Linked DNA regions of Mus musculus: regions 2, 3, 4, 5, 6 and 7 are each linked to region 1. The links are chromatin contacts, called in public HiCAR-type, HiChIP or PLAC-seq and promoter capture Hi-C maps. All regions are on one chromosome and are shown on one strand. Each heading gives the region's core, a stretch centred on a gene start, on an enhancer-like site or on the middle of the called end of the contact. The rest is flanking DNA. Distances are from core to core; before and after follow the strand shown.

Region 1 (4,152 bases), core at 528-3,027:
TGCTCTCTCTCCTCCCCTGCCCCAAATAAACTGTTCTACACTACACTTATCTATGGCTGGTACCTCAGGGAGGAGGGATGCCTTAGCACACACTGCCATCATACCATGCTCTAAAACACCACATCATTGACTTTATAGAACACACCAATTATAAATAATCTAAAAGCAATTTAAACAATTCTTATTAAGATTTATAATTAAAGCCAAGGTTGTACTTAAATGACACGCTCCCATAAGGTCTTAGAGCACATACCACTTCAAATAATAAGTATGCCTTGTCCTCTTAACCTAGATGGTATTTATAAAAAAAAAAAAGAAGAAAGAAAAGAAAGAAAAGAAAAGAAATGACAGTTTGGGAAGAGCACTTTAACCTTTAGGCCTGCTCCCAAGTCTGGCTGAGCTGTGGCCATCTGCACCATTAAGCTAGATTGTGAAGCTGTGCCTTGGATTTTCCAATAGCTGAGCCTGTCGGGTAGACTGATGCATGCACTCTGACTGACACAATGCTTCTTCGCCCCGCTCTGCCTCTACTCAAATGAGGCTTCTTACCACCCTCCTTGGGTCAGAATCAGTCCCCAAAACCGAGAGAGCTGCGGGCTCCCGTTCTAACTTTCAGTTCAGTTTTCTCATTTTTAAACTACTTTCTCCAACAGCAACAACTTTCACGGCAAAGAAAAGCACTCCCACAAGAACCCTTATGGGGGAGGGGCGGGGGAGGGAATCAGCAGCTACACACAGCCGAGAATATGGAAATGAAAACATTTCCAGGATTTGCAAGAATGCCTTGCAGTGTTGTTTCGTTACGGAACCTCGGGGTAACTTCAAAAAGCGGATCTCAGACTTACAAACTCCCTAAACGAACGACGAAGTGTTCTGAAGGCGCATCGGGAAAAGGCTCTTGCTACACTTGCACCGAAACCTTGGCAAATACTCAAAAAAAAAAAAAAAAATCCAGATTCTCTGCCACTGATTGTTAGCATTCGCGTGAAATCCACCACTCCGACTTGACGCCTCTAAGCGTTAAAATGCAAGATAACTGTTTCCCAAAAGGAGCGAGGGAAGGGGAAACTTTTGATGTGGGAAAAAAAAAAATCCACCCGTGAGGGATGCGTATCCCTGCCCACCCACCTTTTTCTTCCTCCTCGTCCTCTTCATCATCGTCTTCGTCATCCTCCTCCTCCTCCTCACTCTCTTCCCTGGGACCCGGCATCTCGGGTTCCTTCTCGGATGAGGGCGGCACGGGGGCGTCCTCTCCCTCCGCAGCGGGGGCCGCCGCCGCCGACATGCTGGGGGCCTGCGGGCGGGGAGGAAGCCGCACGCTTCGGTTCTCTCGCTCGCGCGGGCATGGAGCGTGCCGAGCGCCCAGCGTCAGCTCCCCTCCAAGTCGCCTACCCTGGGTCTGTCACTCGGCCCGCCTCCCCGGGGATGCCCGAGGCGGGAAACCGCACCGCCCTCTCAGCCGCCCGCGCGCGCTCCCGCCCGGCCTGCGCCGCCCCGGGCCGGCTCGGGCCCGGCCAGTGTGGCCCAGGCGAGCCGAGCCTTGCGAGTCCCCTCCCCCGCGGCGGGCCTCAGTGCTTCTGGCCGCGTCCCCTCCCCGCTGCCCCGGCGCCTCCCCGCCGCCGTCCTCACCGCGGGTGCGCACGAGAAGGCCGCCGCTGTGTAGAAGTCGCGCGGGGCCGAGGTCCTCGCGCCGCGCGCTCGCTCTCTCTCGCGCTCTCTCTCTCCCCGCTCCTCAGAATCAACAAGATTTTCAAAATGGCGGTTCGGGAAGCAGAGCGGGAAGGCGCCGGCCAATCAGCGCGCGGCGCTGGGAGTTGGCGCGCGCGGGAGGGCGGGCGGGAGGCGGGGCGGCGGCGTCTCTCGCGGGCTGCCCGGGCGGGGTCTCGGGGGGTCTGCGGTCCGCGGGAGGACCCGGGTCGCGGCGTCCGGCGGGTGGCTGGGTGGGTGCACGGGGTGGCGGGCGGGCGCGAGCCGGGGCCTCCGCGCTGAACGGTTGGACGCTAGGGGGCCTGCGAGCTTCCAGCCTCCCGATCCCGGGAGAAAAATGACCGGCCGTCCTGGGCCGCGGAGCCGGGGAGCGTCTGGAGGTGACGAAGTTGAGGGATCCGCCGAAGTCTTTCTCGACTCGACTTCACGCGGCGATCACCCCGCGGACGGGGTTGATTCGGAGCCACCACGTTTGTTTCCGAGGGGTCGTTCGAGATGAAGGCTTCCAAATGAGACCTACTTGCGAGGCTTCCCGTCGCCGGTACGCTGCACCGTGACAGGGACCCACCACGTTAAGTGCTCACACCACCAGCGACATAAATAGGTTTCAAACCGGTGAATGTTAGACAGATTCACCCTCTTCCTTTCTCTAGCCCCCTTGGTCTCCCCTATAATGCAGATACGGTATTTGTCCAGCCACACTCTCCTGTCAAGAATTCTAGGCAAGCCCTCTGATACCTTTTAGAGTCCACAGTTTAAAAGCAACATTTCCTTACGTGCTCTCCTATGTGATTGTCTTCATTTTTTCCCTACCCTGAGAATAATCTCCCTCCCTCCCTTTTTTTTATCCAGTCAACCTGGTGGAAATATGATTGGTTTCATTTGCCATAATAGTCTCCAAGTTGAGGGACAAAAGTTAGACTTTATTTTCTTCTGTGCCCCTTTTGTAAACATACGCAAAGTCCTGCTATTTTTGCTTTCAGATCTTAAGCCATCTCCCATTCTACTGATTCTGCTCACCTTTCTTTGTTTTTTAGTTTGGGTTGCAACAGAGCCCTTTCCAAGGGCTACTCTCTCTGCCTTTTCCCACTAATCACACCTCAGCCAAAGCTATTTTATTTAGTTTGATCTTCTGCTTATAAGCCTCAGATGGTCCCATCATAACTTGGAATAACCTCCAAATTTCCATATCACAACGTGTAAGATGCTACTTAACTGGCTGCTGACCCTCTGTCTGATGGCTCCCTGACACAGTTGGCCTGTCAGTCACACATGCCTTCCCTCATGTTCCTGCACATGGCTGTCATTCACACTATCTAGGATTTACTCTTCCACTGCCAGGGCTGCTCCTTCCTATTGTCATCAATGAACTCGGTCCTTCCCATCACTTATCTCTGGTCAAGTATTTCTCTTACCTCCAGGCCATCACTGTTTTGATACCATTCTCATCCGTTCCTTTATAAGTACCGAATCCTCTGTCCATCATAACAGGCCTGCCATCTTGAAGACGAGACTGTAGTTGAGACATTAAGCAAAAATACATAGATTGTGTGGTAGTGATGCAGCAGTCACAGGGGGATCTGGAGTACCAGCAGGGGGGCTTTCCTTTTAAAAGGTCAGTGATTAAAGGAATGAGAGCGGAGAGAGACATGGTATGCTCTAAAGGATTATCTAAGCTGGGCAGTGGTGGCGCACACCTTTAATCCCAGCACGTGGGAGGCAGAAGCAGGTGGATTTCTGAATTTGAGGCCAGCCTGGTCTACAGAGTGAGTTCCAGGACAGCCAGGACTACACAGAAAAACTCTGTCTCGAAAAGCCAAAACAAAACAAAAAAACAAAACCAAAAGGATTATCTACATTACTGGACATGGGAAATAAGGGATAAGAGGATGAGAGTGAAGAGACGACATATTGGGAGAAGGAAGATTTTAGAGATGTTAGGATTGAGATTTATGATCACCAAAGTGAAAATTACAAATAAGCTGTCTTAGGGTTTTACAGCTGAGAACAGACACCATGACCTAAGGCAAGTCTTACAAGGACAATAATTGAGGCTGGCTCACAGGTTCATAGGTTCAGTCCATTATCATCAAGGTGGGAGCATGGCAGCATCCAGGCAGGCATGGTGCAGGAGGAGCTGAGAGTTCAGATGAGAGTACATCTTCATCTGAAGGCTTCTAGTGGAAGATTGGCTTCCAGGCAGCTAGGATGAGGGTCTTCAAGCCCATACCCAGTGACACCCATATTCAACAAGGCCACACCTAATAGTACCACCCCCTGGGCCAAACATATATAAGCCATAACATAGGCAGATGGACATGAATGTCTAGAGTTTAGAGGAAGAAGCAAGCAGGAGCTCACAATACAAACTTAGCCACTGTCAACATGTGGTTGGCATACAGAGCCCCAGCACTGAATGATGTCACTTATAGGATGAACAAAGGT
Region 2 (4,152 bases), core at 1,058-3,557, 1.9 Mb after region 1:
CCTGGGCCAATCACCAGGCATCCAGCCACCCCCACCCACACACTTAAACACAACTTCACCAATTGCAACAGGACCCTGGGTGGGACTTCCGCAATCATTTTAGGCTTAACTACCACCATCACCACTGCCAGCAGGGATGGTCAGGAAGAGGGAGACATGCTAAAAGTTGTAACTCAAGCTCAGTTTCCAAAGAAAAGAGCAAGTTGGAAGACAGTAGCAAGTCTTAAAAACTCAAACAGCCTCACCCCTCCCCAAAGAAGTGTTTAAAAAAAAAATCATGAAAATGCAAAGCTATTCAAAGTTGAGGATCAGTTAGGTGCTCGGCTCTCAATCAACCTCGGAGCCCTTAAGTTCTCTGGCCCAATTCTGGCTGCAGAACCTTCTGCCAACGGGACAGCAGAGGGCTAACATGTGGAGCTCTCCCTCCTTACCCACCAATCAGGGCTAGTGAAGGTCACTCAACACTTCCTGTGCAGCAGAAAAACAGCTCTCACAAGCTCCTGCCTATGCCAAACGACCCCCAAATTCTTCTTCCTGGTCCTAATTGCTACCTTCATAGTAGACATACAGAACTGAACCACTTTAAAACTCAGAGAACTGACAAGAGCCCATCTCATCAAATTCACAGTACCATGAAATCTAAAACCAAAACGTTACCATAGACAATTTCTCCAAACATCTCATTTTCAAAGGTAGAAGAGCAGGGCATCTGCCTTGAGAATTAAGAGATCAGCCCTGGTTTATAACAAGGTTCCTTCCTCTCCCACAGCTTTGGAGGCTCTGTTTTCAGCTTCCTGTGCCTAAGGTCCTGGCAATATACTCTCATTATTTATTCTCCAGACTTCCAAGATAAACCTGTTGCTGGGAAAGAGTGGGTTAATTTCGACAGATGGGTATATGCTTAAGGATAAGGCCAGTGGGTAGCCTGTCGGCCTCTCAGGGGAGGAGAAAGACTGAGGATGTGGGAGACGACACCACCGATCCCACTTTGGGTGAGGGTCTATCCACCAGCCTCAAGTGTCATATGAACAAGTCTATGGGCCCACAGAGGCCAGAGAGTAGGGAGGAATGTGGTGGGTAGACTTCAACCACACCAGGCCTAAAGGCCCGGGCATCCATCTTGCTCTAGGGCCCCTCTGCCTAGCTTGCATCAAGCCTGGGCATGGTGACACGCTATGTCCCGAGAGGGGCCCTGAGAGACACTGAAGCCTGCTGAGGCCTTCCACGGGCAGGGGCACCCAGGACTCACTCTGGGCTAGGCTGGGCTTCCCGGAACTAGTTCAGCGCTGACAGTGACCTAAGAGACCTCCCAAGTCCAACCCAAATCCAAGCCCAAAAAGACCCTAGGCCAAGCCCCAAACCCCTGGGCCAAGGAACCTCAGACTCAACTCTGATCGCTACCCAAGCAATCCCAGGCCCAGCCCGAAGCGCGAAGAGGCCTGTAGCCCAACTGTGACTCCTGTCCAAGTGACCCCAGACCCCAACCCTGACCCAAACCCGAAGGGAATCGGTCCAAAGGGCACCAGGCCCGATCCTGACTCAGGCCCAAAGAGACCCCAGCCCCAGCCCTGGGAGACCCCGGCGAACCGGCTGCAGCCGCACCTTGACGTGGAAGCGGATGAGCGCCAGGCGGATGCAGTGGGCCATACAGACCGGAGGCAGGAACCAGACCTTGGGCGGTGGCGTGCCCTTGTTCTGGACATGGCTGACGATCTGCTGCGCTGTCTGGCGCTCGTTGCCCTGCCGCTTGACCCACTCGTGCAGCCGGGCCTTCTCGAGCGCGCCATTGAAGAAGACGAAGAGCTCGATGTTGCCTCCGAAGCAGGCCTTGGCCAGAGCCGCCAGGTAGCCGAGCATGTGGTTCCACTGGCCGCCGCTCACCCAGTCGGTGTAGAAGCCACCGTACAGGCGATGCAGGCAGTTGTCGGCATCCACCAGCAGGCGCAGCGGGGTCTGCGGGGGCCGCTGCCGCCCGCCGCCCACCAGGCTGCCCCGGGCCAGCTTCTGCAGCTCCACCGGCACCACGGCGCTCGGACAGTGCTTCTCGATGTAGTCCTGGAAGCCCTGCACGCCCATGGCGGCGGCGGCGGGGCGCGCGCGCGCGGGCGGCGGCGGGGCCGGCGGCGGCGGGGCTGGGGGCGGCAGGGCCGTGGCGCGGCCGGCGGGCGCGGGCAGCCTCAGGGCTGGCTGGGGCTGGCCGGGGGCGCGCTCACGGCCGCCGCGGCCGCCATGTGCTGCCGCCTCCCAGGGCCATGTCTGGGGAGGGACCTGCGCCGCCGCCGCGCTCTGCGAGGCCGAGGCCGAAGCTGGGCCGGGCGGGGCGGCGCTGACGTCGGGCCCGCCCGCGCGGACGCGGGAGGCGGAAGAGGCGGCGCCGGGGCCGCGGCCGGGCTCCCGGGGCGGCGGCGGCGGGGCGGAGAAGGCGGAGCGCTACTCGGCTTGTCGGGCCCTTTAGGGGGCCGCAGCCGGGCGGGTTCGGGGAGGCGCCTGGGCCCGTGCAGGCCGCGCCCGGAGGCCGCGGCCTCCGAGGCTGGCTCCGCCCCGCTCGCGGCTGCGGGCCCGGTAGGCGTGGCCGGCAGCCAGCGCTCCTCCTCCGCCGCGTGTGTCGCGCGGCGGGGTTAGGGGGAGCCTGGAGCCCGGGAGCGCGAGCCGCGGAGGAGGACGGCGGCGACAAGATGGCGTCGCTCCCGGGACGGGACGGCGGCTTCACGGCCTGGTGTCGGGACCCGGCTGAGGAGACTCCCCGAGAGGGGCAAGCCTCCCCGGCGTGCGCCGCCCTCCGGAGACGAGCGGACGTGCGCTGCCTCCAGGGGCTCGGGCTGCGAGGGTCCGGCTAAACCCAGGCGCCGACGGTACGTATGCTGAGCCAGGACCAAACGTTCTGAAGGAGAAGCTGTCCGCTGGGGACCTGGGCACGTAGCTCAGTTGGCACAGTGCTTGTCTGGGATCTTCGATCGCCCAGGGTTCGATTCCCGCGTGTTGCTTAGGCCGTAATCCCAGCATTCTGAAGTGGAGAGTAGAGGATCAGAGAAGTTCAAGGTCATTCCATCCAATTGGAAGCCAGCCTGGGCTACATGAAACCCGCCTCCCGCTCCCCCTTCCCCCAAGAAAAAGGAGCGGTTTTTTTTGTTTGTTTTGTTTTGTTTTTTTGCTTACCTTCAATTTTTCATCTGTTCTTTTTCTAGACAAGCCGCTGCTGGAGCGGGGTGCACTGGACACAGGAGTGACCCATCCATCGCACAGAACACCAAGTTCATGCAGACTCAAAGCCCCCCATCAGAGTCTTCGAGAATAGGCAAACTGAATTCTATAGTTTCTTTTAATTTTTTTTTCTTTTAAAGACTATTTTTATTCTTTGACAGTTTCATGCGTGTATACAATGAACTGTGATCATAACACCCCATTCTTCCACCAATCTCAAACACAGGCTCCTGTGATGTAGACAGATGAAATGCGCTTAGGGCCTTGATGGATTTTCCTTAATTTTTTTAAACCCGATACGTTATGCCACTTATGTATAAAATTAGTGATGAGGCCACTAGTCCGCCTAGCTGAGTAGAAAACTTAATCCCAGAGTAAGTAATTCCATGTCATTTAGAAATTAAGATTACACTTAAAGCCTCACTAAATAATAACATCCCCCAAAATAATCAAGTTTTATGTAATTCACAGCTAGTATACAAGATTGCACATGAATCACTTGTATTTTCTTAACAAGATTACATTCCATATATATTTCATTCACTTGTTTAGGTTTGTGTTTATTTTTGTTGTGGTTTCTTGTTTGCTGGCCTGCTTGGGCTAGCCCTTTGCCATCCTGACTGCCTGGCCTGTTTTTTATTTCTTTTAAACATTACTGCTTTTATTTATTTATTTTAAAAAGGGAGAGGGGAGAAAGCTTTTGTGCTAGCACCCATGATTTTGGAATTAAGCATACATTTTATTTTAAGACCGTAGGATGGTGATCCTTCTAAAAGAAAGTATCACTCTCCTTAAGAGAGCCTTGGCTTTCTGTGGCCTCCCAGGTTGTTATACAGATGTTAGCAATGCCAGCTTTTGTAGTCACTTCTGTACTCTGTGATTGTATAGACTGTGCTTTGGAATTTTGAGAACTTTAAAATTCATTTTCATAATAAAAGCCCTCAAAATTTC
Region 3 (4,152 bases), core at 875-3,374, 1.8 Mb after region 1:
CTAGCCCCAGGAAGAGGGGTAACTCATGGTGCACTGGAGCTTAAGAAACCACCTGCTGTGAAGGGTCCCTTTTACTGCCCACAGACCCAAATACATGCAAATGTAGCTGTGCTAATCAACTGCCTGTCTCAGAGCAAATCAAAATCCTCAGAGAAACAGTAAGGTGACTAGACCTCCAAAACCAAAGCAAACAATAAACAACAAACCTCTTCCAGCATCAAGACTCATTATCTCACCCCCCCACCCCCTTCTCTGCCTCGGCAGCAGCCCAGCTGACAGGTAACCAGAGGTGCTATAGGTCTTGGATTGAGACAGGAAGAAGGGGTGCCACCACTCTCAGGGCTACTCAAGTCCAGATTCCCAGCGTTTCTGGATTTGGAGAGGCCTCCGGGCTATCACCCACTGTGATCTGGCCACAAACCCTTCGAGATGGATGCCAGTTGGTGGCTGTTTATAGTGGCCCTGTTTTGGAGCAGAGCCCAGGGGTCACACAACTCTGAGTGCTCTCCACAACCCTAGATATTTGGGGGAGGCAACACAAGATACTCGAGGGATTCCAGTGAGCCATACAGGACCACCCCTCGTAAGGCCAGCCAGGTTGCCCTACAAGAGTGGGCCTCTGTCCCAGGGCCTACAGATGTGAGAAGGCCCATCAAATCCTGGCCACCTAGCTCCCAACACTTAAAGATGACTAGACCAGAGACCACAGCTCTTTTTCAAGACTCCCTAAAGATCCTGGATGTGAGATATCAGAAGGGTCTTCTCTCTAGAAGGAAGGTCAGGGACGGTCCAGAACCACACACCGTTCTCTCCCTCCAGCCTGCTACTCGCTGTTAAAAACTCACACCCAGGGGACAGACAGACCTGTCCAGCTTCAGGCCAGCCCTCTTGAGGCCCAAGCACATCCCACAGGCAAAGTCAAACACAAGAGAACCTGTTGGAGCAGTTTAAGCAGGATGATCACCTCTTTCTCCTCCTCTTACTTCTAAGTAGGAAGGGACTTAGGCTCTTAAAAAGTAGACACAAGGCCAGGTCATGGCCACCGGCAAGGGCCCAGAGGGCGGGTTTAGTATCTCCAAGCTTACCTCTTTCCCTCCTCCCCATCTTCCTTAAAGAGCATAAGGTCATGTCAAAACTGGGGTTCCTCTGCCTGAAGCAGAGAGGAGGGAAATGGGGAGCCGAGCAGGCCAGGAAATGAGCGGCCAAGCCACAACACCCCCACCCCAACACACAGACACTCACGTCGGTCTGTCACTGCACTCCCGCCTAGGCCCGCAGGCCGGCCCGAGCCAGTAGGCACGCGGGGTCCCCGGTGGGGTCCTGCCCGCCAGGACACAGTCCCGAGGGGGTTCCCGGGATCCAGCACAGACGGGGGGCACTGGCCGCTACCTCGCTACCGTTCCCCCGGTCCACCCGAGCCCTGCCAGCTCCGGAGCCCGCCAGTCGCGCCTCTCGGGGGACCCGCGCCGGGCCGCGCGCCCGCCTCTCCCGGCCCGGCCGCCCCGAGCCCGCGCGGGGAAAGTTCCTGCAACTTCGCAGGGGGCTGGCGGCGGGGGCCCCGGGCCTGGGCCTCGTCCGGCTCCTGGCCTCCGCGGCCACTGCGGCCCCGCTGTCAGACGACCGGGTCCCAGCCCCATCGCGGCCGGAGCCCCAACTTCCCCGCGCCCCTCGCCCGCCCCGGCCACGGGCCTCGCTTTGTGCGCGGCGGCCGTACGCCCCCGCCCTGGGCACAAAAGGGCGCGCGGCCCGGCGGCCGAACGCGGCTGCGGTGCCCGGCGGGGCCCGGGGCGCGCGACCAGGGCGCGGGGCTCGGTGGGCCGGGCGGGCCGCGGCGCGCTCACCTGCCGTGGAACCAGTCCTTGCAGGCATCGCACTCGATCATAAAGCGGGTAACGTCGTAGGGCAGCCGGCAGACGCAGTACACGGGCACCGTCGCCATGTTGCCGCGCCGCCGCTCGCCCCGCCGCTGCGCTGCCCGGGTCGGGCCGGGCCGGGCCGGGGGCCGCGCGGCGAGGGCGGCGGGGGCGGCGGGCGCGGGCGCCGCGGCCGGAGCGGACGGGGCCGGGGGCGCTCGGCAGGGCCCGCGCGCGCGCTCGCGGCCGGGCGCGTCCACACAATGCCGGCGCGGGCTGCTGGGGCCGCGCCGGGAGCCGCCCGCCGGGCCGCGGGGCGCAGGGCTGAGAGTGCGCGGGGGGCCCGGCCGCGCGCGGGACACAAAGCGAATGGACGCGCGGGGGCGGCGGGCGGGGAGCCGCGGCCCCACCGAAGGGACCCCCGGCCGCCGAGCGGCCGCTACGTCAGCGCCCCGGGTGGCGCCGCCTCCGCCCGCCGGCCTGGGCCCCGCTCCCGCCGCCGGGAAGGCGGGCCGCGGTAGAAGGTGGGCCGCGGGCCTGGGGGAGCCAGCAGCCGGGCTCGGGGGCACCCCGCGGGAGAGGGTGGCCCCGGGACTCCCAGGGAGACGAGCCGCGGAGCCCCCTGCCCCCGACTACGTGAACACAGTTCGCACAGCCCTGCCTTAGCCAGAAGCAACTCCTTGGCCTTAACTTTCTTCTGACCCCGAAGTGGGATGGACAGGGGGATCTTCCTCCTCTTCCTGGGCCCGGCAGCCTCCCTCCCATCCCGAACTGCGACTGAGTTGCTGGCTTTTGAATAACCTCCCCTTCCCCTTCTTTCTAGCTGGGGGCTGCCTTGCTTCCTCGTACGATCCGGTGAACTTTCCCGATGCTCCGGCAAAAGTCAGGGGACCCGAGAGTGAACTGTTTGTTGTAGGACACAGCTTACCTGGGATTGGTGCCGCCCAGGACCCCTTATTACAACCCATAGACCCACAGACCTTAGGAGCGGAGGACAGTCCAGTGAGTCGCAACTGAGCCACAGGACTGCTGGGGAAGACAAGGGGTTATGTTGTCGCTCTCGCCCCTGCAGTCTTGCTCTGAACTGGCTCCCTGGTCTCACCTGTCCTGCTTAGAGCTTTTTTGTTGGTTGGTTGGTTGGTTGTTTGGTTGGTTGGTGAGATATGAATGAGGGTCCTTCTCTGTCCCCTACCCAGGTCGACCCTGATGAGCAGGGCCATATATTTAGGAAGAAAGCTGTCTGCTAGATCTGCTTCCCCTTTGCCTGTCCCCACACAATACGTGGAGATGCTAGTCTCTGCAGATACATTCCAGAGTTTCAGACCTCTGCTTACCTTGACAAGGCAGAGTCCCAGTTATCCCTGCCCAGAGTGCGGCTGCCAATCAGCTCCATTGCTGGCAACTCAGAGGATAGCCTGTTATGGAATCTGCCCTCAACCAACCCCCACCCTTCCCAAATAGGTAAACCCAGGGCCACAAATCAGGATCCGAACCAGGGCAAGCACTGTGTAACCTAAGGGCACACATGTGGCAGGGGAGATAGGAAATTGGGGCGGGGGGCGCAGACAGGTTACCCCGTCAACCTGTACACAATGAATTCATTTCAAGCTACCTGCCTGAACTCCAGCTGTCCCCTTGGGTCTCCTCTGTACTGGATGGTCCTTCCCCTTACAAGGCAAGAAACAGCTGTTAATCCCCTGTCCCTGTCACCAGGCATGTGTCCTGGTGGGGTAGGCACTGCCCTGTTACCTAAGGCACTCTCCCCAAGAGGTGGTGCAGTTGTCATTCAGCAGAAGTGAAAACTGAAGCTCAGAGCAGTTAAATGCAGAAGGGAAGTAGCCTACCAAAGGTGGGGGCAGAGGGAGCAAGGGAAGAGGACACCCCTGCCCAAGTCCCGAACCTGTTCCTCTCACCTCACCTTTCCCCCAGAAAGCCTGTTCTCCTTCTGGTGGGGTACTGACCACTGGGTGCCTCCATTTACTCTCCTTATCTTCTGACATTCTCTCTGGCAGCCAGCTGTGCCCACTACAGCTGCCCCTGTGCTTGGGGATCAGGTACCCTGATTCTCAGAGCCCTCCCGAAGCTGCTGAGCTATACAGCAGTACAGACCCTACCCCAGGCCTCTGGCCCTAACTTCTGTTTGTTTTCTCCATCCCTTCTCCCACCTCCTAGCCTTAGATGTTTATTGAGCACCTACTCTATGCTGACAGCTGTACACCAGCACTCGGCTTTCCTGTTCATCCTGGAGTAGAAAGAACCAGGGATGGACTTAGATCTGAGTCAGCGATGGGAGAAAGAA
Region 4 (4,152 bases), core at 818-3,317, 1.5 Mb after region 1:
CACTCTCCAAAGTTCTTCTGGGTGGAAAAAACCCTTGGGGGCAGGTTTTGGTTTGGAAAAAAAGGGGGTTTGAAATGTTCTTTTAAGAGAACAGTGATTTGAAATTTATATTCAGAATAATTTTTAGATTTTTTTTCTCCCCTATATATGGAATAATTCTGCCTGTGAGAATGTTCTAAATTTATGTGACATCAGGGGGGCATCACTAATCATGATACAGCATGGTAAAGACCACAAACATCATTTTGTTAAACTGGTGATACTACAGGTAAATTGTGATTCTTACTTTTCTTCATATGACTTTTTTTGGGGGGGGGGTGGTTTCGAGACAGGGTTTTTCTGTATAGCTCTGGCTGTCCTGGAATTCACTTTGTAGACCAGGCTGGCCTCTAACTCAGAAATCCGCCTGCCTCTGCCTCCCGACTGCTGGGATTTAAAAAAAAAAGTGTATTCAGTAGTGGTCAAGGAAGATCATATAAAAAGAGAGAGAGAGATTCAGTAGTGTTCTCTCAATTCGCTTGGATTCCACCAACAAAGGATTTTTTTCTGATGAAAACCCAACCTCCCTTAAAAGGACATGAAGTACTGTTGAGATGGGGAATCTGGGTCTCCAGGACACAATGCTGTGAAGGCACCGGTATCCGGTTAGCAATTAGTTATTGCTAAGACGGACTACGGACTTCCAAATGGGAATCGTCTATGAGGTCTTAAGCAAATTTCATGCTGGTCCCAGTTTGTCTCTAAGACCTGGGTATCCACACTTTTTAAAAAGCCACAGGTGGGATTCCTGGGTAGCGAGAAGTTTCGCTACAACTGAACAGGAAGAAACCACATGGTGATGAGTGAGTGGTTTGAGGTCATACATGCGTGTTTACATTTTATTTCTTTCCACTAACAGCTCTGATTGTGGCAAATCACCCAAGCCTTCCTTTCTGAGGGAAAGACAAAAACAAAACAACAACCTGGAATGACACTTTGTTGTTAAACTCAAGAAAGCTTATGCTGTGCAGGGTGGGGGTGGAGGGTGAGGTGGAGGTGGATATATACATGTTCACACAGGTTAATAGTGCCCGCCATGATAACAGCTTCTCAGGCTCCTTCAGCTCGCAGTCAATGAATGATAGCTTGTGTTCAGTTTTTAGCATAGACAACCCTTGCTGGAATAATTTGATCAGCTATTTCCCTAAAGCACTGTTTCTCAAGCTCCACCCCCCTCCTCCCTGGGCCTTTGTTTACTAAATTTTCTTTTCCATTAAAATTTAATACCACAGGTAGGGTGTATCTATGGTGTGGTCCTCTGAAAGGCCACAAACCCTTTATTATATAAGAAAACACACACACCCCAGAGCAGGGACATCGACATCATCATCATCATTATCAACGTTGAGAATGCATGTCAGGAGAAAAAGTGACTTGGTCAAGGTCACGTGACTCGTTTACTGACAGAAAGAGGTCCGAATTAGGGATCCCAAAGTGGTAGCCTGATACCTGCTTGTGGCTGTCTTGTCTGCTTTATTTGTAATGAAGAACTAGTTGTCAATATTTCTAATCAAGAGATTTCAACTAAAACACCCAAGCAAGCCTCCAACTGCTCCCGAGAAATCCGAGTGTCGCAGCACTTGAGCAAGACAGAGGGGCGCCCGGTGGCCCTGGTCCCCCGCCCCGCCTCTAGGGATGCGCCTCCAAATAACGCCTCCCTGGATAACCCGCCGCGTAAGGACAACCGTCTGGGGACCGCTCGGCGGGCGCCTAACTGGCTGCGGACTCCGAACCTCTTGGCGCGCTTCGCTCTCCGGCTTCGGAGCCCTGGAGCCGACGGGTCGGTGTCTCACGTCTAGGGCCGGGAGGCGCGGGCGGAGAGGACCGGCCGGCCCCGGGCGCTGCTCGGGCGGGTTCCGCGGCGCTGGCCTGCCCGCAGGCCCGGCCTCCCGCCGCGCCTCTGAGCAGGGAGACTCCCCGCCAGGCGCGCTACACAACGTCTCCCTCGGGCGCGCGCACGGGCCACTCCACAGCCCGGCCGCCGAGGACGCCCTGTCGCCGCCGCGGCCTTGCGCGCGCCCGACCCAACAGCCAATAGCCGGAGCCGCTCGGTGCACGTGATACGCGCCAGCCAATGGAGACTCGAGGCGGCCCGTGACGCGGCGGACAGCTTCTAAGGTTTTCGAACATGTGGGAGCCGCTGGGAAGCCGAGCTGGGGCTTGAGTGGTCGCGGGCTGAGCCGACGGCGTGTGCGCGGAAAGCCCGGAGGACCCTCAGGGCCATGAGAGGGCGCGGCTGCCAGCCTGCAGCATGGGGGTGGGGGTGGGGGGCACCGACTCCCCACGAGCCCCGGTGCAGAGTCGCAGGAGGAGCGAGGACTGCTCTGGAGCTTCGCTCACGGAACCACGTGTTCCGTCTCAGCGCCCAAAGAAGAAGAAAAGCCCATATTATGCATCGAATGTCTTCATTTCCCCCCTAATATTCTTGAACTATTATATTTAATAGTCAATATTGTCTTGCACTATGACAGTTTAAATATGAATTTCTGGAGTTGGTCTAGTAGGGGAAAGTTGAATTATGTAGAGGGGGGAAAATGAAGACCAAGTGCTGTCATAAGTATGGGTCCTGTAGGTATCTGGTGAAACCACTGTACCTGTTAGCAACGATCCGTGTTGCTAACGAAAGTCCCAACTGCCACTTGTTCTGTAAGCATACTTTAACTCAAGTAGAAATTTCCCCTCGGTTGTTCTGAAACAGACCATCAGCAAATGTTCACTAAGGCAGTAATTTAAAGACACCAGTGCTGTAGCAGTTGGATGACCAAAGCTAAAAACCCATAAATACTATGTCTCTCCACAGTGGAGTAGGCTAGCCTAATAAATCTGAATTCTCCAACTCTCAGAGTGGTGTTTGGTTCTTCTTTGGTCAGTTTTCCATAACACCAGAGTCTCTTCCTTCTGTTCTCCTGCAATCCTTAGACTTTCTTTGTCAAAGCCTTGCCAGCATCTTAGCCTCTTGTGACTCCAGGTCTGGACAGGAACAGGGACCCTGTCATTAAGAGACCTGACTGGTCTCTGCCCTCTTGTAACAGAAACTCCAGGTTCCAGAATCCTGATCTAAACTCACAGGCATTTCTTCTCATTAAAGCTGTACCCAGGGATCCAGACATTCTGCCATGTCACCCTTAAAAAATCAGGTTTCCTTTCAATTTGTGTCATGGATCAAAATCGTAGACAGAGCACCATCCACCATGTCCTTATTTAATATTTTAATAAAGATCTTACTAGAAGCCTACCCATCAACTTAATCATATTATAGATCTTACATACTCAGTAACATGACCTCATGTAGTTGAGAAATGTCTTCACTAGGCACATTTCTGTTCTTAAGGAAATCCCATGCCAAAAAAGTGAGGGATGGATCCAGATAAGCATCTACCAGCCTCTGCTGAGTCCATGTTTTCAAACTCTACTAGAAGTCCTGTTATCTCATACAGTTCAGTAGAAATGTCTTTCTAGTGCAGGACACTGCTAGGCAAATTCTGTGGCGCTCTGTGCTAGATGCTTTACATATATTTTCTATTTTGTCCATGCCATTAATAGCTTTGTGATGATACAAGTGACATCGAAAGCTGTAAATGTATGCAATGGTGTCAGCGTTCGGAGGCTGATTATGGGATGGATCCCCAGGTATGGCAGTCTCTAGATGGTCCATCCTTTCGTCTCAGCTCCAAACTTTGTCTCTGTAACTCCTTCCATGGTGTTTTGTTCCCAATTCTATGAAGAGGCAAAGTGTCCACACTTTGGTCTTCGTTCTTCTTGAGTTTCATGTGTTTTGCAAATTGTATCTTGTATCTTGTGCATTCTAAGTTTCTTGGCTAATATCCACTTATCAATCAGTACATATCATGTGAGTTCTTTTGTGATTGGATCACTTCACTCAGGTCCATCCATTTGCCTAGAAATTTCATATAAACTAACCAGTACCCCCCAGAGCTCGTGTCTCTAGCTGCATATGTATCAGAAGATGGCTTAGTCGGCATTGTTGGAAAGAGAGGCCCATTGGTCTTGCAAACTTTAGATGCTTCAGTACAGGGGAACGCCAGGGCCAAGAAGTGGGAGTAGGTGGGTAGGGGAGTAGGTGGGTAGGGGAGTGGTGGGGAGGGTATGGGG
Region 5 (4,152 bases), core at 670-3,169, 1.5 Mb after region 1:
ATTCAATAAAAATTCAAAATAAAATATTGCAAAATAAAAACAAAAAGGACAAGAATACAAACCCAACTTTGGAACTGTTCTATCCATCAGCATTGGGAGATTGGTGCTGTTTCTAAATTCACATTCTACTTTCTACATCTTTTTTTTAAATATTTATTTATTATATGTAAGCACACTGTAGCTGTCTTCAGACACTCCAAGAAGAGAGCATCAGATTTTGTTACGGATGGTTGTGAGCCACCATGTGGTTGCTAGGATTTGAACTCAGGACCTTCGGAAGAGCAGTCGGCACTCTTAACCGCTGAGCCATCTCACCAACCCCCTACTTTCTACATCTTAATTTCCTTAGAACTGTGCTAGCATGGCCTTTCTCTTAACTTCCTCTATGGGACAATGGTGCACTAGAATGGAGGTGAAGGAGTAGCCTGGGTTCTGCTCCTGCTCAAATGATCACCTGTTGTTTGATTGCTTGAAGAATCAGGAATGTCAGGAATGACTCACCACACCCAGCAGGATTGCAGCATGTGATAGAGCATGTCTATCAGGGAGCTGGAGGGCTGTGATGGAGCTGAGCACCTCATTCGGTGTTCCACCTGCACGGTCCCACTCATTCATCACAGGACCACCACATGAAGCCAGCACAGATTTCCTTTCACTTCAGACGATTTATCAAATCTCTTCTGCTCGTGTAAGGGACCAGGACAGCAGCCCTGACTGATGAATGAATATGAACAGGGCTCCAAATGGAATCTGCTTTGATGCTTTTCAGGCAACTCTGGACCTACTCTGAGACTTGAAGTTTGAAAGTGATAAGCTGAGAATCTAGCCTGTACGCTGGCCAGGCTGAGAGGGAAGCAGAAAGATGGCTGGGGATGTAGGTCAGTTGGTACAGGGCTTAACTAGCATCTAGGAAGCCTCACATAAACAAGTCATGTACCAGGTGGAGGCAAGAAGACCAGAAGTTCAAGGTTGCCCTTGGCTAAACTACATAGTGAATGCAAGGCCAATTGAGATACATGATGCCTTATTTCAAAGAGGGTGAGTGTGGGGAGCTGGGACAATTCTGGATTGACATAAACACTGAGATTAAAGAACCCTAACAGTGGACTAATAAAAACGGGGCTGGATTTAGTGACTCGCACCGGTACCCGGAAGGCAGAGGCAGGAAGCTCTCTGTGACTTTGAGGCTCGCCTGGCGTACATAGTAAAATTTTGCCTCAAAATAAAAAGCTGGGCTGGGCGGTGGTGGCACACGCCTTTAATCCCAGCACTTGGGAGGCAGAGGCAGGCGGATTTCTGAGTTCGAGGTCAGCCTGGTATACAGAGTGAGTTCCAGGACAGCCAGGGCTACACAGAGAAACCCTGTCTCAAAAAAACAAATAAACAAACAAACAAACAAAAAAGTTGGGAAAGTGTGGATGGCTCTTAGAAATGTGTCACCAGAATGACCCTCTGGCTCTGTTTTCCTGTGGAGGGACAGAGAATTATTTGGTCTTCTCAGAACAAAGGAGCAAAAGAGCTCACGTTTAATGGTCCTGTGTCCAGAAAGCCAGTCCCTTCTGCCAGGTGAGCACATGTGGTCTCCTGTGGCCTTCTCAATCTTCACAGGATTGGCTCGGAATGTCCTATAGAAAAGAGCCGTTCTGCCTGGGGCTGCTGTCTGTTCCCAGTGTGTGTGTGCCCCTCCTTCGGTATGGGCTGCTCAAGGGTCCCTAACCTAGAGGGGGGTTGGGAGGACTCCAGAGTGTTTCTAGTCAGGCCTGAATGAAGGCCGGGCTATTGTGTTCAGACCTCTAACTTCGTTTCTGACAAAGGGCCTTCTAAAGCAGCATTTTTCATTAGCCCAAAGGTTTATTTTGCAGGCAGCTTTTCGCCATGACTCAGTTTCTGGCCCACAGCCAGGAGGCCTTGTGTCAGAATTCCTGCAGAGGAGGCCTCCGGGCCTTGGCCTGACCTCCCTCCCAGCCCCGCGGAAGACTGTACCCTTTCCTAACCGAGGTTAGGGAACCGGCATTCTTGTGCCTTCAAATTTAAATGATGTCAACATTTTAAATCACTGACCCAAAGAAGAAAATAAAAAATTATGTGGCTATCACAGCTATATCTCCTCCGTGTGTTTTAAATATAGAAAGCAGGAAGCCAAACATCTGGCAAGCGAGACTGTGTGCTGAATGTGTGGTGGCCAGGAAAACCAAGAAGAAGAAGAAGAAAAAAAGCATCAGTCAGAGTCTAGAAAAATGATGGTTTACTCTTACTGAGTAATATTTAGAGACAGGGACTGAGGAAGGATGGAAGGCAGCTGTTACAACACAGATTGGGTTGTTTTTTTTTTTTCCCCAAATCCAATCCTTCAGAAATTCTCAAGAAAAGGAAAACTTAAGAAATAAATTTCAATTTATTCAAAGACATTTTAGAGTATAAAGTAAAATAGCCTAGGTCTCCTATTTTAAAAATACAGCAAATCGCTGAAGTTCATTGGGGATCCACAATCAGGTACTAGAATTCAGTTAGAAGGTCTACTTACTTTTTTTTTTTTTCCTCGAGACAGGATTTCTCTATAGCCCTGGCTGTCCTGGAACTCACTTTGTAGACCAGGCTGGCCTCGAACTCAGAAATCTGCCTGCCTCTGCCTCCCGAGTGCTGAGATTAAAGGCGTGCACCACCACACCCGGCTGTCTACTTACTTTTAATTCAAAACAATAGCAACAGCAACAGTAATAGTAACAACAGGAGGAGATGGCCCAGTTGGGAAAATATTTGCCATGAAAGCATAAGGACTCAGGTTCTGATCTTCTAGCACCCACATAAGAAGCAAGCAAACAAACAAAAACAACCAGGGCTGGCACTGTGTCACTGTGACTCCAGAGCTTGGTGGAAGAGACAGTAGGTTCTGGGGACTCGGTGGCCAACCTGTCCAGCCACACTGTGAGCTTCAGGTTCAGGGAGAGACCCACCCTGTCGTAATAAAGTGGAGAGTGACTGACGAAGACACCTGGTATCAACTTCGAGCCTCCACAAGCACACACTTAGGCATGTACACACATGTGGGGGTTACAGAGGCAGGATTTCAAAATAATAAAAAAAAATCGAGTAGGATTCACCATACTAGGTATAACTGAAGATATAAGGACACTTGAATTCTGATATTGCCTGTGGGGAACATAATGGCCCAATCACTCTGGAACGTAGTTTTAAGAGACATTCAAACACTCAAATATGGAACTACTATATCATCCAGCTGTTCCTAAATATCTACAAAGGCTTGAATGAAGCAATACCAATCTCATGAGCCTGTGACTGGATAAACGGCTATGGAGTGAGCTGGCGTGGTGACACATACCTTTAACCCCAGCAGTTAGGAGGCAGAAGCAGATGGGTCCCTTACAGTTCAAAGCCACATAGTGAGTTTTAGGGCAGCCAGGGCTACATGAGAGAGACTAGTTCAAAAAAACTAAAAAGGTGGAATATCCACTGGGGACAATATTATTCATCCATTAAAAGGAATAAGCTGCAGGTACATCTTGTAACAGGAATGAACTTCAGCCAAATGATGCTGAGACAGAAATCTGACAGAAAAAGGGAACATTGTTTCTGATTCAGCCTTAAGCTGCAGCCAATCCACAGTCAGGTCTGTGGCCTCCCTGGCTGGGGAGGGAGGTTCCGTGCACTGTCTCAGGAGGTTCTTAGGGTCCTGGAGACATCCCATACTCTGACTGTGGTATTGGTTTCAACGACATATGTCAAAGCCCACTCAATCAGGGCTACAGATGTAGTTCATTGGATAATCATGCTTGGTGTGCAGCAGGCCCTGGGCTGGATCCCTGCTAGCACACACACACACACACACACACTCACACACACTCACATTCACACACACACATACACACACACTCACTCACACACTCACTCACACACACACACTCTCACACACACATACACACACATACACACACACTCACACACATACATACACACACACTCACACACATACATACACACACATACACATACACACACACTCACACTCACACACACTCTCACACACACATACACACACACACACACACACACACATACATACACACACACATACACACTCACACACACATACACACATACATACACACTCACACACACACACACATACACACA
Region 6 (4,152 bases), core at 631-3,130, 1.4 Mb after region 1:
ATCTTCACAATAAAAATAGCAGCGGCACTGATAAGAGTCTTTAGTCTTCCCTCTGAAATTTCACAAGCCAGGCCTCCATCTTGTGCACTGTTCTCAACATTATCTTCCAAGCTCCTATACAACATCCCACAGAGCTCTTAATACCGAATGGATCTTCTAGCCCAAAGTTCCAAAGTCCTTCCACAGTCCTCCCCAAAACATCATCAGGTTGTCACAAGAATACCCCATTCCTGGTACCAATGTGTCTTAGTCAGGGTTTGTATTCCTGCACAAATATGACCAATAAGCAAGTTGGAGAGGAAAGGGTTTATTCAGCTTACACTTTCCACATTGCTGTTCATCACCAAAGGAAGTCAGGACTGGAACTCAAGCAGATCAGGAAGCAGGAGCTGATGCAGAGGCCATGGAGGGATGTTTCTTACTGGCTTGCTTCCCCTGGCTTGCTCAACTTGCTCTCTTCTAGAACCCAAGACTACCAGCCCAGAGATGGCACCACCCACAATAGGCCCTCCCCCCTTGATCATCAACCAAAAAAATGCCCCACAGCTGGATCTCATGAAGGCACTTCCCAACTGAAGCGTCTTTCTCTGTGATAACTCCAGCCTGTGTCAAGTTGACACACAAAACCAGCCAGTACAGACAATAGGGCAACTGTACATACAAGCTCACTGCAGTTACAACACCATGCACAAGACCCGTGCAAGCCCAAACCAGAACAAATCTCAGCACAGAGACAAGAGTTCGGCACCAAATACCTAGTACCAAGCTACGGCAATTACTAGCTGCTGGGAGAGGAGGAGAAGGGTTTCTCTAAGAGTATATAGCCCGAGGTAAGCCAATAACAATCCAATGAAATATTCAAGAATATTGAATTCAGCATAAGTTAGTCTTAAAGGGTTTTGAAACAAAAAAGAAAGATAGGTCACAAAGATAGGTGGACTGGGGACAGAATTTTCAGTGGTGAATATAATCAAAATGAGTTGTATATATAGATCAGAGAACTAAAGAGAAAAGGAGAAACCAGGCTACACCGCCAGAAATTCAGGGAGCCAACAAGCCCTGGGTCATGGGGGAAATGTCTCTTCCCATTACATCACTCCAGGCTCTTGGAAGATCCCAGAGCTCAAGGGAGCCACACAAGGTCATTAGCCCACAATGTGTAAAAAGGCCACCCCCACTCCCCCCTACACACATATACACACAGGCACGCACGCGCACACACATACACACCACACACACAAGCCTTGTCACACACCAAGACTCCAAACTTCAAGACTAGCTCTAGTCTCTTGGTCTTTGCCGTTGCATTCAGCCAGGCAATTCTGTATGTTTTCCCCGCAAGGCAAGCGACCAAGCTGTATTTCCAAATTCATGATGAGTGCAGCTCCCCAAGACTTCTGTCCTCACCAATTCAGACATTTGTTCCTGTGGAGGATGGCTCTGATCCCTCACAAACCTCAACAGAGAGCGGGGGTGGAAAGGTGACATCTAGATGCCCCAGGTCCAATCTCCCTGACCTGGCACTAACACAGGGGACACACCTACAGCGTCATAGCCTGGGAAGCAGGCCAGACTGACCTGTAGCTTGTTTAGGACAAGATAGTGGACCCCTAACCCCGTTCTCACATGGCCCCCTCCCCATCCCAGGGTCTTCACCGAGACCCTCCTCCGGGATGGGCAGAGAAGCTGATTCCACTCCCAAAGACTCCACGCATCGAGGATGGAGCAGCGGCAGACACCTGAACCTTGTGGGTGGCCCACGCCAGCTCTCCGGACTCTTCCCCGCCTGGAGGGATCTGCAAGAGCCGAGGACGTCTGCACTTTCGCTCACCAGAACCGCAGTAGAATCGTCCACAGGCACAGGTGACGACTGCAGGATGCGGAAGTACACCGACCGGGGTGACGCGCGCGCACTTCACTACCCACGCAGCGCTAGAGATGGGGGAACTACAATACCCAGAATGCCGCGTACTGCAGGACACCCCATGCTGACTTGGCTGCAACCCGAAGCTTCAGACTATAGGAGGGGCTCCCTAGCACTGCCGGACTCTTTCATTGACTGCAAGACAACAGGGTAAGATCTTAGAGAAACAGAAAAAAAGCAGAAAAGCCAAACCGAAGTAATCTTTGCGTACTTCTAAGGAAGCTCATTAATCAATTCTTTTAAAAAAGATGTGCTATCTAGATGCCTTCCTCCTGCCAATTCAATCTTGGTTGGTTTTTTGTTTGTTTGTTTGTTTTGTTTTTTTTCTTTTTTACGTGCCTGTGAGTCGTGTGTTTTAAACTGCAGCATGTGTGGATACTGTGGGTGTTGTTTCTTGAAAATAATACTTTTTTTAAAAAATGATTACAAAAAGACAAGGGCAAACTAAGTTTGAAGATATTCATAGTGTAATGTTTTAAACTATTTTGCTCATACAAAAAAACACTTCTTGGTTGTAACAGAAAGACAAAAATCTTTGCGAAAAGACTAGGAATTTGAGCGGAACTCAATTTAATTGAATTTGAATTTTCAATTGTATTTCTAGTATTTGACGTGAGCAGTATTTTCAAATTATTTCCCATTTGCTTCTTAAAGTGAGGTGGCAAACAGCAGAAGTCAACAGGGACCAGATTCAGTCTTCCACATAAAACAAGCTTTAAAAGGACAACATGGACTAAGAAACCGATGGGGAAGCACTGCACACAGAAACAATGGAGGAATATCAGTGATGTGGACAATAAACGAAGTGAGCAGCGAACTCCCCTGGTGAGAAACCGTTCTGGCACAGAACAGAGAAGGGAGACCCGAGCAAGACCTGGAGGTCAACCTGAGACGAAGCCGGGGCCCTGGGGAAACCAAGGCAGCTTCAGTTCAAAGGACAGTACGAAGGACCAGAGAAATCCACAGAGGTTCAGTGGCTCCTTCCTCGGGCGTTCACCGAACACTGACAGCACGCGACACACAGCTGTGCCATCCCAGGGAAAAGTCCCGGGAAAAATGTCAGTGGGAATAAAGGGGGTGAGGAACAACACCTCTTCCTATGAGGCCATAAAGCCTTCAGAGTTGTACATAATACCTGGAAATGGTTTCATCTTGATAGGAAGACAAGATGGGGCCCCCGAGCCTTTCTTGTTTCACCTAGGAAAATGCAAAACTAAGCCTAGAAAAGATCAAATTGTTTACAAGTAACTTCATTTTATTTTTTTTTAAGTTTGAGCATACTTAGGATACACGCCACACTTGATAAGGCAAAAAACATGGAATGTCAAGTTTTCAATTAAAAGATGTCATGCCAGTAAAATGGGTCTATATTGTTCAGATAAAGAAAAAATAAAATCAGTAAGAATAATACTAGGAAATAAGGAGAGGCGCTGGAGAGGTGGCTACCGAGTGTTAAGAGCACTTGGGAATCTTGCAGAGGACCCAGGTTCAGTTCCCAGCATCTATAAGATGGCTCACAACTGCTTAGAATTCCACTTCCAAGGATCAGATGCCCTCTTCTGGTCTCTACAGACAACTGCATGCACACAGTGCACTTACCTGCAGGCAAAACACATTAATACTTATAAAAATAAATAAAAATGCATTAAATAAAAATACATTAAGTAAAAAGAAATATCATGTGGAGATGGTCTCAGTGGATAATGTGCATGCCATGGTGCTCAAGCATGAAGATTCGGGTTCGGATGCTCAACACCTTGCTTCAATTTTGTTGTTGTTGTTTTGCATTTTGAGATAGGGTCTCTCCAGAAACTGTCCAGAAACTCACTTTGTAGCCCCTGCTGGCCTCAAACTCACAAAGGTTCATCTGCCCCTACCTACCAAGTCCTGTGATTAAAGGCGTGTGCCACCATGCAATTTGTATGACTAGAGTGGCAGAAAAAGACACCTGACGTCAGCCTCTGACCTCCACACACATGCACATGTGCAAACACATACGTACCCACACCACACACACACACACACACACACACACACACACACCCGCATGCTCGAGTGTAAAAAGATAGAGAGAGATAAAGGGACTGGACCCAGAACAGACCTCAGCAGCTGGGACCCAGCTGAGGAGCCAACTCTGCTCATAAATCCGAAACACTTCCAAAAGCCATCACCTAAGATAAGCTAGGTTTGTAAGGTTTTTTTAAAATCCATCTCTTAAGACACTAAGA
Region 7 (4,152 bases), core at 1,051-3,550, 1.2 Mb after region 1:
AGCTGCCTCTGCCTTCTCTATAGACAGGGTTGGGGGGGGCACATTTTTCCTGGGTATTCTTCATCATCTAGTGAAATAATCTGAACTCCTACTCCATCGTGGTAACCCAATACTGCTACCTTTAAGCTCTGTCATGCCACAAGCCCTGAAACTTTTGACATTTGGCACAGGCAAGGTGTGGATCTCTAAGATAAAGCAAAGAAGGTCTGTTACATATTTATAACTTTAATTGTATTGTGGACAAGCTTAGCCTAGATGAACTTTTGATATATTGTGTGTGCTCTGAACATAGTGAGGGTTTTCCCAAAACATGATAAAACATATGTATGTATGTATGTATGTATGTTTGTACATATGTTTGTATGTTCAGTATCAAATGTGATAACAATGGAAAACAAATATACTAACTTTTGCTCACCAGGACTGCTTCTCCCAACTTTCTATCTAAAATCACGGTATTTACACACACACACACACACACACACACACACACACACACACACTCACACACACCCGGTCTGGGTTTATACTAAGAATGTGTAAGACTTTGGAAGAGAACACTACTTAACATTTTGTCATTTTTCTCAGTAAGTGTGGATGGAGACTGTGCGTGCACAAAAGCAACGGAGAATGTCATTTGTTTCCAATAATTAGGGACAGTGGCCTCTAAGGATTTAGAGGGAGGAAGATGGTTACATCCATCTATGAAACTGGTATTTACTAGTCTGCTCCTCATTTCGTCAGGAAGAAGGAATGCACTCTGGAAACCGTGGTGGCCAAAGAGTCACAATGTACACGCATGGCGAAACAAAACGGCTGCCTTGTATGGGTATCAGAGTTCTGAAAAGCAGAAAAGAGGAGCATGAAGCCCATCCGGGGTGGTCAGAAGATGTGAAGAGCACATCTCTTTCAATTATCAGTGAAAATGAAGGCAGCAGTCCGTGTCATGTATGGGGAAGGAAGAAAATTCTCGGGTTAATTCATCTTCAAGCATGTCTAAAGGTGGGAGGGCTTGCAGGGGGAAAGCACTCGAAATTCATTTCCCATGAGCTGTGAGCTTTATGCTCATTTGCCATCTGAAGAGCTTGGTTGTTTTTTCTTGAAGAGGACACACAAGCAACACTTATTTTGAACCCTTGAAGGACTGTTTTTCTGCTAAAAAGCCACACACACACACACACACACACAACACCCTTAAAGAAACAGGCCTTGTAGCAGGGTGGGGCCTAAGCAGGACCCTGGAGATGTGAATGCTAATATTTCGTAGCTCTACAGGGAAGCCTCTGGACTATTCTTATTTCCTTATTCAAATCGAAGTGCGCTGAAATATATGAAGCTGTGCATTAATGGCTTAAATTAAGTTACAGGTATGAATTTTACATAAATCAGATTAATATTATATGTCATGGTGGAATTTTAAACACTTCGTGTCCGTGCATTTTTTATTTCTGCATGCTCTAATTTAACACCCGCAAAGGATTGCATGTCTTAAGCCCACTTCTGCATCTGGATAGGTCCAAGAAAAACCCACCACGATCTTGGATCTTGTTTTATGTGTATTTACCTTCATCAGAAATCCTGCACTGGATCCGGCTTTCGACATTCTTTTCCTATATTTTTCTTTTACTAAGCTTTAGCCTGCATGTATATGCATACACACATACGGGAAGGCTACCCGTTTTCATTCCATTATAAGGGCTTCGCAATTGTGCAAAGATGAATGGTGATGCCGAAGGAGGATAACATGGACAAATGAACCAACTCGCTTCTTGAAAGCGAGTCCTTCTGAAAGCACTGGAATCTTAGGGACTGAAGGCCTGGGGACTGAACTCCCCCCCTTGAAGAGTGACAGGGGACCCACAAACAAGGCTCAGAGTCCCTCAGCAGCTTAGGCCCATGGAGAACGCATTCCAGCCAGCACATTCCCCTAGTTCTTCGTAGGAACTTCTCTCTCTCTTCCCCTCCCTCGGGCACTCTCCATCCTGGCCCGACTCCCACCCGGCTCTCATTTTCTCAGATTCACCCCTCCCACAGCGTTGACGGAATGGAGTGCCCTTCCCATTGGCCCGAGCGTCATTCCCCGAGGTGGCACTGTCCTCCTGATTGGCTGGTCACTCCCGACCCCCCGCCCATCCCCGCCCTCGGGTTGCCCGGCGCCCCGCCCTCGCCACCTCCCTCCGCGCCGCCGCCCGCGCGCCGAGCTCGCCCGCGTCCGGTTCTTGTGGCGACCCGGCCCGCGCGCTGGCCCCGCCCCCAAGGCGCGCGGCTCTACAAATACTGCTGTGCCGGAGCCGAGCGACGCTGTTGAGCTGGGAGGCGCGGTTGGAAGTCGTTACTTTGAGGGGGGGCAGTCACCGGGCGATCCACCTTAGTCGAAGCTCAGAAGGGAACGGCTCAGGGACCAGGGTGGGCTACTTTTTTTATTTTCCGGGGCTTTTGATTTTTCTTGTCTTTTGCTTCGGGCCGATTGTCGCTCACAAAAAAAGAAAAAAAACAAAAAAACAAAAACCTGAGATACCCTTTCCAAAACCCCGAGCAGCTCTCCGGTCGATTTCTGGAGCTCGGAGCCGCCGGGTGCTGCGAGCGCCGGACGCGCAGGAGAGGGGAGCAAAGCAAATTGCGGGCGGGGACCCGGAGCTCGCTCTACCGCTTGTCGCGGTCCTCTCGCGCAGGAAGCGCGCGATGAAGGCGGTGAGCCCGGTGCGCCCCTCGGGCCGCAAGGCGCCGTCGGGCTGCGGCGGCGGGGAGCTGGCGCTACGCTGCCTGGCGGAGCACGGCCACAGCCTGGGTGGCTCGGCAGCCGCCGCCGCCGCTGCGGCGGCCGCGCGCTGCAAGGCGGCCGAGGCGGCGGCCGATGAGCCGGCGCTGTGCCTGCAGTGCGATATGAACGACTGCTACAGTCGCCTGCGGAGGCTCGTGCCTACCATCCCGCCCAACAAGAAAGTCAGCAAAGTGGAGATCCTGCAGCACGTTATCGACTACATCCTGGACCTGCAGCTGGCGCTGGAGACTCACCCTGCTTTGCTGAGACAGCCGCCACCGCCCGCGCCACCTCTCCACCCGGCCGGGGCTTGTCCGGTCGCGCCGCCGCGGACCCCACTCACCGCGCTCAACACTGACCCGGTGAGAAGCCTTGGCGGGGCACCCTGGGCATCGCGGGAAAGGTGGCGGGGCGGCGAGATACGGGTGGTCTTGCTCCTCTCAGGGAATGACAGCCGCTTCTCCCGTCTCCACCGAGAGCCGCCTGCTGGGCTTGGTGATCCACTGGTCCCTGAGCCGAGGGCGGTTGGGACTTGGAGCCCTGCGTCTCCGGAGTGTCCCTTGCATCACAGGAGGCTTCCCCAGCTTCGGGCTCGGGTGGGGACTCTGCTCGCCTGCCTAGTTTTCCAGGACGTCTCCTGGGTGGTGGCGACACTGTGATATGCGCACTCTAACCGTTTTTCCCCTTGGTGTTGGGTTGCTGTTCCAGGCCGGCGCCGTGAACAAGCAGGGTGACAGCATTCTCTGCCGCTGAGCTGCGATGGATGGCCAGGTGAGCGCTCAGGTCCCCGAATGGTTAGTGGGCTACCATGCTCGCACCTCCCCAGGGGCTGCCGGTGCCAGGCACTGCTGCGATCTTTGTCCCCTAGCATTTCGAAGCGTAAAAGCCCCGGGGACACCCATACCTCTCTGCCACCCAGTTAGCGAGACAGTCCACTTAGCTTTCCAACTCGGGGGGGGGGGATCACTCTCTGCGGAGCCTCATCAGCTGTGGTCCCCGCCGCCCTCGTTCCTCTGCCTGTGACCGACAGGCTCTGCTGGTCTCCTCTACCTCTGAGAGGACACCCTCGTGACCGTAGAAACTATCCCAGTGTCCCAAGATCTCCCAATCCTCCTCCCTCCCCTTCATGCCCAGCTGAGCGGCCTGACATCCACAAAGAGGGATGTGGGCAGAGCGCCCCGAACGTTGTCCATTGGCCTTCCCCAGCCCGCATTTGCCTCCTGGGCACTTGGCTGAGCTTCGGGCTGCGGGTGTTGCCTGACCCGGCGGTTTGTTTTGGGTTGTTGATCATGCATGTCTTGAGTTTGGTCGGTGGCGCCAGTTAGTCTGCAGCGAGAAGGTTCACACACCCCCTCTATTCATTCCTCTTCCACAGGTGTGCGGCCGCCTGA

Evidence for each region. Promoter capture Hi-C pulls out the DNA fragments that hold promoters and counts their contacts. HiCAR-type assays count read pairs that join an accessible place to other places. HiChIP or PLAC-seq counts read pairs in DNA pulled down with a chosen protein or histone mark.
Region 2: a contact with region 1 is called in a promoter capture Hi-C map of the HPC-7 cell line. The contact joins the promoter of Fam120a here to the promoter of Dek in region 1. A contact is called at or near these places in 3 of 39 promoter capture datasets (the HPC-7 cell line, liver and pre-B cells) and 2 of 115 datasets of contacts at active chromatin or transcription factors (astrocytes and cardiomyocytes).
Region 3: a contact with region 1 is called in an H3K27ac HiChIP or PLAC-seq map of extraembryonic endoderm stem cells, with 11 times the contacts expected there. The contact joins the promoter of Phf2os1 here to the promoter of Dek in region 1. A contact is called at or near these places in 6 of 39 promoter capture datasets (cranial neural crest, embryonic stem cells, frontonasal cranial neural crest and 2 more), 4 of 115 datasets of contacts at active chromatin or transcription factors (astrocytes, extraembryonic endoderm stem cells, pro-B cells and 1 more) and 1 of 9 other capture datasets (adipose tissue).
Region 4: a promoter capture Hi-C map of liver shows a contact between it and region 1, with 5 times the contacts expected there. The contact joins the promoter of Ptpdc1 here to the promoter of Dek in region 1. A contact is called at or near these places in 6 of 39 promoter capture datasets (cranial neural crest, frontonasal cranial neural crest, hippocampal neurons and 3 more), 2 of 115 datasets of contacts at active chromatin or transcription factors (the NIH/3T3 cell line and fibro-adipogenic progenitors) and 1 of 9 other capture datasets (liver).
Region 5: an H3K27ac HiChIP or PLAC-seq map of embryonic stem cells shows a contact between it and region 1, with 4 times the contacts expected there. The contact joins the enhancer-like site here to the promoter of Dek in region 1. A contact is called at or near these places in 4 of 39 promoter capture datasets (the 3T3-L1 cell line, cranial neural crest, hippocampal neurons and 1 more), 1 of 484 Hi-C or Micro-C datasets (B cells) and 4 of 115 datasets of contacts at active chromatin or transcription factors (embryonic forebrain, embryonic stem cells, large pre-B cells and 1 more).
Region 6: a contact with region 1 is called in an H3K27ac HiChIP or PLAC-seq map of thymic regulatory T cells, with 9 times the contacts expected there. The contact joins the promoter of Zfp169 here to the promoter of Dek in region 1. A contact is called at or near these places in 14 of 39 promoter capture datasets (the 3T3-L1 cell line, 3T3-L1-derived adipocytes, the C10 cell line and 10 more), 1 of 484 Hi-C or Micro-C datasets (CD4 T cells), 9 of 115 datasets of contacts at active chromatin or transcription factors (the 230-238 cell line, bone marrow-derived macrophages, embryonic forebrain and 5 more) and 2 of 9 other capture datasets (adipose tissue and liver).
Region 7: a HiCAR-type map of astrocytes shows a contact between it and region 1, with 4 times the contacts expected there. The contact joins the promoter of Id4 here to the promoter of Dek in region 1. A contact is called at or near these places in 12 of 39 promoter capture datasets (the 3T3-L1 cell line, 3T3-L1-derived adipocytes, cranial neural crest and 7 more), 2 of 484 Hi-C or Micro-C datasets (both in embryonic stem cells), 7 of 115 datasets of contacts at active chromatin or transcription factors (the NIH/3T3 cell line, astrocytes, cardiomyocytes and 4 more) and 2 of 9 other capture datasets (adipose tissue and embryonic stem cells).

What each region holds. Positions count from the first base shown.
Region 1 is chr13:47,104,444-47,108,595 of GRCm38.p6, forward strand. Dek (DEK proto-oncogene (DNA binding)) reads right to left here and starts at 1,778. Exons shown (of 11, transcript NM_025900.2): 1 at 1,630-1,778; 2 at 1,129-1,294. The coding sequence starts at 1,285.
Region 2 is chr13:48,965,753-48,969,904 of GRCm38.p6, forward strand. It overlaps Fam120a (family with sequence similarity 120, member A), which reads right to left and starts at 2,308. Exons shown (of 18, transcript NM_001033268.3): 1 at 1,603-2,308. The coding sequence starts at 2,076. It overlaps Fam120aos (family with sequence similarity 120A, opposite strand), which reads left to right and starts at 2,360. Exons shown (of 2, transcript NR_015601.1): 1 at 2,360-2,852; 2 at 3,186-4,152.
Region 3 is chr13:48,868,827-48,872,978 of GRCm38.p6, forward strand. Phf2os1 (a long non-coding RNA gene) reads left to right here and starts at 2,125. Exons shown (of 2, transcript XR_003950516.1): 1 at 2,125-2,377; 2 at 4,026-4,152. It overlaps Phf2 (PHD finger protein 2), which reads right to left and starts at 2,059. Exons shown (of 22, transcript NM_011078.3): 1 at 1,842-2,059. The coding sequence starts at 1,939.
Region 4 is chr13:48,623,605-48,627,756 of GRCm38.p6, forward strand. Ptpdc1 (protein tyrosine phosphatase domain containing 1) reads right to left here and starts at 2,068. Exons shown (of 10, transcript NM_207232.2): 1 at 1,773-2,068.
Region 5 is chr13:48,564,547-48,568,698 of GRCm38.p6, forward strand. No RefSeq gene overlaps it. Among named protein-coding and RNA genes, the nearest start is that of Gm25232, 5.8 kb to the right of the region's middle. Within about 2 kb of position 1,920, at least 233 of the 459 cell types and tissues checked have an H3K27ac peak or open chromatin away from gene starts, as enhancers often do. A contact at or near this core is called in embryonic forebrain, embryonic stem cells, hippocampal neurons and 1 more, where this site is marked.
Region 6 is chr13:48,511,556-48,515,707 of GRCm38.p6, forward strand. Zfp169 (zinc finger protein 169) reads right to left here and starts at 1,881. Exons shown (of 5, transcript NM_026450.3): 1 at 1,740-1,881. A830005F24Rik (RIKEN cDNA A830005F24 gene) reads left to right here and starts at 2,015. Exons shown (of 2, transcript NR_165458.1): 1 at 2,015-2,074; 2 at 2,579-3,284.
Region 7 is chr13:48,258,816-48,262,967 of GRCm38.p6, forward strand. Id4 (inhibitor of DNA binding 4) reads left to right here and starts at 2,301. Exons shown (of 3, transcript NM_031166.3): 1 at 2,301-3,123; 2 at 3,470-3,532; 3 at 4,137-4,152. The coding sequence starts at 2,683. The coding sequence ends at 3,514. A330033J07Rik (RIKEN cDNA A330033J07 gene) reads right to left here and starts at 3,808. Exons shown (of 3, transcript NR_102303.1): 1 at 3,105-3,808.